2 separate regions of the Sus scrofa genome follow, and region 1 is linked to region 2. Evidence: chromatin contacts called from public promoter capture Hi-C data. All regions are on one chromosome and are shown on one strand. The core of a region is the stretch at or near the end of the contact, and the rest is flanking DNA. Distances in the headings are between cores, read along the strand shown. Region 1 has its middle 51 kb from the start of TMEM63B. Region 2 holds the start of MAD2L1BP (MAD2L1-binding protein).

Region 1 (5,018 bases), core at 850-3,349, 470 kb before region 2:
TGCCCAAAAAACATGCCTGAGGCTCCTCATTAAGCCCCAGCCCCAAGGCACACGCTGAGGAGGGGCTTGGATGGGGGGCTCTGGGCTCGCATTCCAGGGCATCACCCCCCTACCTGAGGTTGCTCAGAGTCAGCCCTGGAGGAGGTCACCCTCTAGGGCCCAGAGGGGCTGGGTACCCGGGCCTTGGCAGCTGGCCCGGCACATGCCCGACGTGGCCAGCCTGAAGGGTACGTGCCTGTCCTGCTGGAAGCCGCTGGCTTATCAGAGGGTAGTGAAGGGGCTGGGACACCCTGTCTCCTGGGACGTGCAGGGCCTCACGCCACCCGGGGGGATGTGTGTGTGTGCGTGCGTGCATGCGCCGGCTGTGCCAGCCCAGGGCAGCCCCGGCCCGGCCCTGGAGGCGGGGTGGTGGGAGTTCTTGGTTCACCAATTGCATCCCCTGCATTTAACAAACAGCACAGTGTCTGGGACCCAGCAGGCCTCTGACCTGCCTTGGCCGTTATTTTATAGTTAGGAGCCTAAATTGCATTTTCTTTCCCCCCAGGCAAAGCCCATTTTTCACAGGAAGCCCCAGCTGGTGGAGATGTGCGTGTGTGTGTGTGCACGTGCGTGTGTGTGTGCGTGTGTGTGGTGTGTGTGTGTGTGTATGGAGTGAGTGCTGGGGGTAGAGGGCTGTGTGTGCACATGTGTGTGTGTGTGTGTGTGTGTGCATGTGTGTGCGTGCAGTGAGTGCCGGGGCTGGGCGCATGGCTGCTGAGGCTGAGTCCTGGCTCCAGCGCTCTTCCCGCTGCAAAGTCATCCCTCAGCCTCAGCTTCTACTTGTCAAGAAGGGCCACCCCCACCTGCAATGGTTGCTGAGACAAATGAATCCAGAGCGTGCTCGCTCTGTGTAAACACAACTTAGGTGTGTGTGTGGGAGAGGCCGGGTGGTGGTTGCTGGTCAGTATCTTCTACTTAGAGCTGTGTCAGCCCAGGAAGTGGGCGATGGACCCCTGACCCCATTTGCTAAGGACTGAGCACGTGCCCTTGAAAACGGATCAGGTTGCCTCGGCCCCTGAGATGTAGAAGCTGGCTGTGTGAGCCTGGCTGGGCAAAGGGATGAATGGGGGAATAAAGAAAGCTCCATCTCTGCAGGTGTTGAGCAGAAGCTGCCCCCCAGCTGGGAGGTCATTGGGGGCTGGATCGGATGACGTTTGAGGTCACTTCCCCACTGCAGGTTCTTTCCAGGTTCGGTGACCCGAGCTGACTTCTGCCCTCCTTCCCAGAGCCCTTCACTCCAAAGCCTCCCTGTGGCTAGTGCTGGGGTGGGCACAGTACTTTCTGTGCCTACACGGTCATGCCCTCAGGGTTTCCTGGGTCAAGGAGCGCCCAGAGTGAGCAGAACTGAGGCTCATGCAGGACTTAGGTGATGGGCCAGGGGTGAGGCTGGGGAGGGGAGGTAGGTCATGGCTGGGGAGGGGGAGGGGGACTTCTGGCCCTTTGTGGATCAGCCTGGAAGGCTTCCTGGAGAAAGTGGTGTTGAATCTCAACATGAGAGCCACTGGGCTGGCCCCTGGTCCCAGGCTTGCGGTGACTAGTATGCACCTGCTCTCTGCCTGCCATGCCCAGCCTATGACCCTGGAGGGAAGGGTGCCCTGCTGTGGGGGCAGAGGGACTCTGGCGCAAGTATGGCTGTGTATTTCAGTCCTTGCCGGCCCACTCTGGGAAGTCTCCTAGGAAGCTGGGGCTTCTAGGTGTGGTTGTGACACTGCATGGCCTTAGCTGATTCTAATCAGGATGAGTTTCCTCCCCGGCAAATGAATGGTGAGCAAAGGAGATCATCCAGGCGCCCCCAGGGTGCGAGCTCTTGGGAGTGGGGATGGTCTGCTGAGAGCTCCAGCCCAGCTGCCGACCTCATGCCCTGGGGTGAGCTGGGGGTGGGGCTGACCCCTCTTCTCTGCAGCTGCCACCTCTTGGAGGGCTTTTGGGGGGCTGGAAAGTACCCCCGGCAAAGTGGACTCCCTGGCACCTGCCCCCTCCACCCCAGGTCCCTCTGCCCTATTTTGTCCCCTCAGTGTTACATTCCACAGAGGAAAGTGATCCCTCTCTCCAGGCCTGAGGATTACAGGCTGGAGAGAAGCCTGCGTTGCCCTGGGAACGCTCACGTAGCTCTTTCCCATGGGTGCCCTCCTCCTCCTGCCAAAGGCTGGGGAAGGGGTGATCCTGGCCCAGCCCAGCCTGGGGGAGCAGCAGGGCCTCTGGGGTCCGTCAGTCCTTCCCTTCCTCTCTGCGGGTCAGCGGCTCCTGGGGTGGGGGTGAGCCGTGTTGAGCTTCTAGTTGATCCTCTCAGGAGGTGGCTAGGGGCTCAGGACCCTGGGGTCTCCACGTGTCTAGGCTCCCCTGCCCCCTCACTTCTGTCCTGACCCCCTTCCCAGGCCGGAGCCCCTCCATCCCTACTAAGCCGGGGATTTCCGCAGGCTGAGCCAAGCGCCTGACACTAATTATGACGCCTTCATCCTGTTGGGGTTAAGCTCCCGGTGCCCTTCCCTGCCCCCACCCCAGAGGCCAGGCCTGGGGTCAGAGATTCAGGAGGCTCAAGCCTGCCAGGCCCCTTCTGGGAAGGGCTGGTGGCCCGGCCTCTCCCTGGGATCCGGAGGGTTGGGGAGGCTGCATCTGGGTGGACAAGATGTCCAGGCGATTCTAGTGGCGGGAGGGCTGGTTTCTCTGGAGAGCCCTCAGGGCAGCGGCGAGCTGTGGGGAACTGACCTTGAGAGGGCTGTGAAGTCCAGAGATGAGAAAGTCCCAGGAGCCCCCTTCTTAGCCCTGGCTTCATAGAGAATCACCTAGAAAGATTTTAAAGAATACCCATCCTTCAGCTCCATTCCTACTGTTTTTTTTTTTTTTTTTTTTTTTTGTCTTTTTAGGGCTGCACCTATAGCACATGGAGGTTTCCAGGCTAGGGATCAAATCAGAGCTGCAGCTGCTGGCCTACACCACAGCCACAGCAACGAGGGATCCGAGCCGAATCTGCGACCTACACCACAGCTCACTGCAACGCTGGATCCTTAACTCACTGAAAGACCAGGCATCAAACCTGAGTCCTCTTGGATACTAGTCAGATTGGTTTCTGCTGCGCCACAGTGGGAACCCCACTCCCACCCCCCACCCTACTGCTACTGATTTTGATTTCATCAGCAGGGCTGGAGCAAGCATGGGCATTTACAGCAATTCTGCCCAGGTGATTCTCAGGTCCAGCAGCTTGAGAATCGCAGCCATTAGGCAGATGTAACTGTCAGAGCTCCAGCTGCTCTCAGGTGGCATGGGTAGCGGCTGTCATGGAGGTTTCTGGGCCCATGGTGCTGTCAAGGAGACTATGACCAGCCAGCAGAAGGCCCTTGAGGGGGACTGGGTTGGAACTTGGGACTTCTAACCTCATGGCTACTTCCTCTTGGCCTCCTCTGTCCACCGGAGACTTGCCAGCTGTCCCATTCATTCAATCATTTGGGCACTTAGGAGCTGTGTGATCCTAAACAAGTTGCTTAACCTCGCTGTGCCTGATAATAGGCCCTAGTGATAAAAACTGAAGGAGATGCTGCTTATAAGGCCCCAGAAGCACTGGGAGAAATGTAGCCATTGTCCTGCTGCCTCTTACTTGGGGCTAGGGTCTGGGCAGAGGCCTCTGTCACCCCAGCCATTAGGCGGATGCAACCGTCAGAGCTCCACCTGCTCTCAGGTGGAGTGGGTAGTGGCTGCCCTGGAGGTTTCCTGGGTCCTGAGAGGGAGTTGGGAGGTGCAGGGAAAGTGCTCAAAAGAATGGCTTCCTCACCCATAGACCTCAGGCCTTTCTGGTTTGGTGGTGTCGCTGCTCCGGGTCCTGCAGCTATAGATATGGCCACCAGGTGTCACCCTCAGCTCATACTTGAAGTAAAGGTGGTGCAGAGAGAGGGAAAGGGGCGGCAGGGTGGAGAAAAGGAGGACGCCCCTTCCGGAGACTGGGTGAGCTTGGAGAAGGCCTGGGGAGGCTGTTACAGTTTCCACAGGTAGGTGCTCTGCAAAGCCTCACTAGTCTGCCTGCAGAATTCTCCTTCCCATGCTGATGGCATATCTCAACAGGTTCTTTATGGGGCACCTGCTCTGTGTGTGTGTGGTAAGAATCTCACTGAACACCTACTCTGTGCCAGACTCTGTACACACAGGAGGCCACTTGATATTCGCAATGACTTGGTATAGTCTCATGTTAAACTGAGGCTTATATGGATTATGTATTGGGCCCAAGATCACCCAGCTGCACAAGGATTGAGACCTGTCTGGAGCCTAGATTCTTCCTCCTACACCAGGTTAGCCAGAGAATGCTAGCATAGGAAACTGTAACTGGCTTCCCACCAGGCTGGGAGAGGACGCAGCAGGTGGCGACGTTGCCTGGCTCTGCTAATCAGGAGTTAGCGAGGGGCTCAGACAAGCCTGCTGCCAGAGGGCTGGGAGTGGGGAACAGTGCTCACTGGGGTGGGTAGAAGTGGAGTTTGGGTGCCTGCTGGGTGTTGGGCATGGGGAGGCTGCAGACACAGCACCAATGAGAGGCTCTCTCTACCTGCCCATGTGCTCCTTGGGGCAAACTCCCCACTCCAGAGTTATTTCCTTTTCCTCCCCTGTCAGTTATGGGGGTGGACTTTGTTCATCTAATACCCAGTCCCTGACCCATGTGCGGTTCTGAGCTGACCACTCTTCAGGTCAGGTCCTAAGATGGACAAGACAAGCCATCCTTCACCTGCAATCCCCCACTCCCTTGAGCCTAGATCAGTGACCGCCAAGGTTTTTCTGATCACGACCCCCCCAGCAATAAAACAGTTGCCGAGCATGCATCTGTAATATAAGCGTATTTTCATATTACTTACCTTGAAACACGCATTAAATGCAAAAAAAGATGAGATGAAAAAAAAAAAAAAGATGTCCTAATATTTTCCTCCTGCACCTCGTGGCAGCTTAGACCCAACTGCTCCAGGAAATGGGAGGATAAAGTCAGTCCAACCCAGTTCAGGATG
Region 2 (4,764 bases), core at 1,370-3,869:
CCGTGAGCTGTGGTGTAGGTTGCAGATGCAGCTCAGACCTGAGGTTCCTGTGGCTGTGGCATAGGCCAGTGGCTACAGCTCTCATTGGACCCCTAGCCTAGGAACATCCATGTGCCACTGATGCGGCCCTAAAAAAAAAAAAAAAAATACTGTGGTATTGGCTCAGGAATAAATAAAACAGAAGAGAGTCCAGAAACAGACCCATGTAGCTATTGGTATATATAATGAGGATAACTTTTTAAAAGAAAGTAACTTGAGACAACTCCCTACCATTTAGAAAAAAAAAATCAAATAAGTTCCTATTATACATCCTACATAAAGATACATTCCAAACTGATCAAACATCTAAACATAAACCATGAATTTCCCTTGTAGCACAGCAGGTTAAGGATCCAGCACTGTCACTACAGCAGCTTGGGTCGCTATTGTGGCTCTGGTTCAAACTCTGGCATGGGAACCTCCACGTGCCAAAAGAAACCCACAAACACTTCAAAACTCCTGGAAGAAAACAGTGGATAATAATTCATAATTTAGGAGTGAGGTTGGCTTGGACATGACACAACCAAGAAAATGTAAAGGAAACTATTGCTAAGTCTGAGTTTAAAATGTATGTAAAGGTACTCTACACAAAGAATGAATGACTAATCACAGACCAGGAAAAAATGTCTGTGTGCAGACGTCCATTATTTACCCCATGGGCAACCACCTCATAAGCACCTCATAAGCAACCCCTCCAGGAAACTAAACACATACACCACCTTCCATCTCCCAGGATCTGGTCTCCTGGGCAGACATCCCGGGTCAGCCTACTCCCCTTCCGGCCTTCACTCCTGTTTGTGGTAAGCCAGGTTAAGAATGGATATCAGAATGGGTTATTCCTCCTCATCTCTTAAAATAAATTTTCCACTCAGGAGACAAGGGAATTGAGAAGAATAAAGTGAAACTGTGTGTGTGTTGGGGTGGTTGAAGGATTCATGACGATGAGAGAACAAGTATCAGGCCAGTGCAGCCCAGGCCCTGCTTATCAAGAGAGCCCAGAGCTGCTGGTGGTGAGAATATCGGGGGAATAGTTTTGGCTCTCACTTCCAATCCCCATCCTTTTTGAGATCTCTCACTGAGTTCTTCTGTCTCAGCCTCTAAGTAGCAGTTTCCCTGGAGAAGTTGTGCCCCTCGCCCCTCTCTAAGGTCGACCTCTGCAGCATAACCTTCTTAGCTAAGGGGGTTGAGAAGTCGCACGTGCTTCCAGCCACTGACGATCACATAAGATCACATAATTGGCTGGGTCTGCTCGGCCCTTTTGCAGATTTTGGCCCTTCCGCTATCACCGATTTGGGGAGTTATGCCATGTGGACAGCAACTACGTGATCAGTAGCCTGTCTTCTCCTTGTGGTCCTTGGGGGAAGCCATGGACTCCACCAGGTCTGAACCCCTGAAAGGATCACCAGAGGTAAGCCACTGTTGCTGCTTCTAGTTTTCCAAGGAAAACCGAGGGCTGGTGGGCAGGGCTGTTTCGTTTCTGGTCTCTATATGAGCATCTCGCTGTTTGTGAAGAGATGGGAAGTGGACATACAATGGATGAGTGGTGAGTCACAAGTCAGCCATGGGGTTGGGAATTGAACTCTGGCGTCCTGACTCCCCGCCCAGCAACACTGCTTCCCCACTCCGCCTTTCTAGTGTTTTGTACACTGGTTTATGTCACCGAATGTGTTTACTCTTTGCTGACTGCAAGAGCCCTAAAGAGCAAGCGAGATGACAGCTTGGCAAGAAAGTCAAGTCAGCAATCCCCTGGGCCCTGGGCCAAGTTTCTATTCCAGGAAACCTCCCCCGCCCTCGCAGTGGTTGACGTAACCGGAGCCCCAGCCCCGCCCCAAGTAGGGGCCAGGCCCCTCCCACAGCCCTGGCGGTTTTAAAACCAAAATCGGTGTTCCGGGATTGGTTCGGCTTCAAAACAAAGGGGAGGGGTAATACTCGCTGCGGGCATCCTGGTGGCCCTAAGGCAGCGGGGCTTGTTTATGGGTTCGAGCCTCGCGTCGGGGCTACTGCGGTGTCTCGGGCTGCTAAAACCAGCCCCCGGAGGGTGCCAGCTTGGTAATAAAGCAGTGACTACTGTATAAAGGTGGCATAATCTTCGCAACAAAAAAAGCCTTAATTAGGCTAACCACCATCCGCCTCCGCCCTGGCATTAGTCCTGACTCACCCGGACGGCACGCCGGCCGTCGAGGGAGAAACTGAGGAAGGGGCGGAGCCAGTAGACCACTCGCTCCAAATTCTGCGTTCTCCAGGTTCAAAACTTGTTGTGGAGGCTGGCGTCAAAGGGCCAAACTCTGAAGCGCCCACAAAGCTTAATTCGGATGTAAGCCCTCCGCTCCGGTAACTGGCCCACGACCCCCAGGCCCTAATTAAAGACCCGCTCAGCTCTCTGAGACTGGGAACCAGACTACAGCTCCCCTAGGTCTTTGCGCGCATAGGCGCGCTCCTTACCTACTCCCCGAAGCCGCCCGCGGCCCCCTTGCGCCGCGATGTCTCCTGGGAGTGGTAGGGCGGCGGCGAACTCTTTCCAGGGAGCTCTCAGACTTGAGGACTCTATATCCCGTGATGCCTCGCGACTCTTTCTGACGCGACCTGGAAGCCAGGGCAGGGTGGGGGCGTGGCCTGTGCAGAGCCCCACCCCGCTCTCCTCCTGGCTGGTCGGACTCGGCGGTGGCAGTAGGGGCGGCGGCGGCGGCGGTGGCGGAGGTGGTGGCGGCGGCGGTGGCGGGGGGAGGGGCCGGGCGGGGGGCTGGCGGCAGCAGCGGATGGACTCGCGGGTATCCGAGCTGTTCGGCGGCTGCTGCCGGCCCGGAGGGGGCCCGGCCGTGGGCGGAACCCTCAAGGCTAGGGGCGCCGGCGGCAGCAGCAGCTGCGGGGGCCCGAAGGGGAAAAAGAAGAACGGAAGGAACAGAGGGGGCAAAGCCAACAACCCTCCGTACCTGCCCCCCGAGGTGAGCACCTGAGAAGCAGCCGGGTGAGAGGAAATCACTCCTTCCGGTCCTGGGACTCCAGGAAGGCGAGACAGAATTCGTACCCCCCTTCCGGTGTCAAGACCCCCTTCTTTTCCGGTTCGAGGACCCCAGGGAGGAGGGACAGAGAGATTGACCCCGTCCCCACCAGGTGTCAGGCCCCGGGGAGGAAGAGGGGAGGAGGGGAATCTCCTCACTCTGATGTAGGTAATTCCAGGAGAAGTGGGAAAAGGGGATCCCCTTGGGAAGAGCAGAGTAAAATCCCCGGGCCCCTTCCCTGTGCTGCAACAGGAGAAGGGAGAGTGCGTTCTGGGATGAGGAGTTAGAGTTTTCTAAACTTGCTCTACGGGGAGGAGAGGAGTACCCGAGGAAGGAGCAATGTGTTCTGTCCTTATCCTTGAGTGTGTATACACACACACACACACAAAGAGCAATATATTCTGTCCCTATCCCTGAGTGTGTACACACACACACACCAGAAAACAGTTAGGCTTAGTCCTCCTGCCCTTTGCCTGTCCTATGAGGAAGTGGTGGCAGCCTCCACCTACCCGTACCATCTGTCCCTAAGGCAGAGGATAACTGCTACTCTATCCCTCTTAGAAAAGGAGAACCCAAGGGGGAGATCCTCATCAAGTGATTATTCAAACTTTAGTATGTATCACAATCACTTGAATTGCTGCTCTACCCCTAGAATTTACAACTGAGTAAGTCAAAGGTGGCCCTGATAATCGGCATTTCTTACAAGTTCCCAGGTGATGTGAATGCTGTTGGTCCTGGGACCACGTGTTGAGAACCATTATCCTAGACCATCATCCTTGCACCACTTTTCTGAAGCCACCCGTACTTATTCTTCACCTCCATCAAAATGATAAACAAGGAAGGTCTTTATTGATGTGAAAAGATTTCCATTATATTCCAAGAGATGGAGATTATGGGTGAAGCCCTGTAAGAGCCTGGGAGTCAGAGAGCCTTCAAAGGGATGGAATGATGACAGGAAGGGGAGAAGAAAAATAAAATGTCCAGGGAGGAGGAGTGCAGAAATTCAGGACAGGTAGACCAGGCAAATTGTATATCCTTTTGCACGTGAGAGGGGGAAGCTCAGGCAACAGGATGCTTCCGTGTTGGGTTACGTGATACAGGGAAGAGAAGGCCATTGTGGGGTGGATTCAAGTTTTCACCTTGGAGTTCCTGTCATGGCTCAGCGGTTAATGAACGCTACTAGGATCTATGAGGATGTGGGTTGGATCCCTGGCCTCGATCAGTGGGTTAAGGATCTGGCATTGCCATGAGCTATGGTGTAGGTCGCAGACACAGCTTGGATCTGGTATTCCAGTGACTGTGGTGTAGGCCGGCAGCTGTAGCTCTGATTCGCGACCCCTAGCCTGGAAACCTCCATATGCCGTGGGTGCAGCCCTAAAAAGCAAAAAAAGAAAAAAGAAAAGAAAAGATTTCACCTCAACTGAGCCCTGAGGGTTATGGGACAGGAGGGTAAAAGCACAGTGAGTCTGGTTTATGGTGTCTGTCTCCTTCCTTATATTTTTGGAGTTTCTTCTCTTCATCTGAACCCCAGCTTTGGAGCCCTGCTGTCTTTTACCTGGGCCCCTCTCTCATTGGGCTTGTAGTGACCGATGCTGAGTTCACCCTTTGGCCCTGCTCCAGAACCTCTTGCAGCCTCTTACTCTTGATGTCATCAGCTGGGAGGGGTGGGCAGGAAGGACATGGTGTCTGCCAGACCAGTGGCAAAGGTTGACTTTAGTAGCCTGGA

What was found. Promoter capture Hi-C pulls out the DNA fragments that hold promoters and counts their contacts.
Region 1: a contact with region 2 is called in a promoter capture Hi-C map of fetal skeletal muscle, with 12 times the contacts expected there. The contact joins the enhancer-like site here to the promoter of MAD2L1BP in region 2. A contact is called at or near these places in 3 of 5 promoter capture datasets (fetal skeletal muscle and liver), 4 of 47 Hi-C or Micro-C datasets (blood, brain, fibroblasts and 1 more) and 2 of 2 datasets of contacts at active chromatin or transcription factors (alveolar macrophages and skeletal muscle).

Annotation. Positions count from the first base shown.
Region 1 is chr7:39,083,677-39,088,694 of Sscrofa11.1, reverse strand. No RefSeq gene overlaps it. Among named protein-coding and RNA genes, the nearest start is that of TMEM63B, 51 kb to the left of the region's middle. Within about 2 kb of position 2,099, at least 8 of the 83 cell types and tissues checked have an H3K27ac peak or open chromatin away from gene starts, as enhancers often do. A contact at or near this core is called in fetal skeletal muscle and skeletal muscle, where this site is marked.
Region 2 is chr7:38,611,204-38,615,967 of Sscrofa11.1, reverse strand. MAD2L1BP (MAD2L1-binding protein) reads right to left here and starts at 2,619. Exons shown (of 4, transcript XM_001929515.6): 1 at 2,482-2,619. It overlaps GTPBP2 (GTP-binding protein 2), which reads left to right and starts at 2,752. Exons shown (of 12, transcript XM_003128412.6): 1 at 2,752-2,981. The coding sequence starts at 2,796.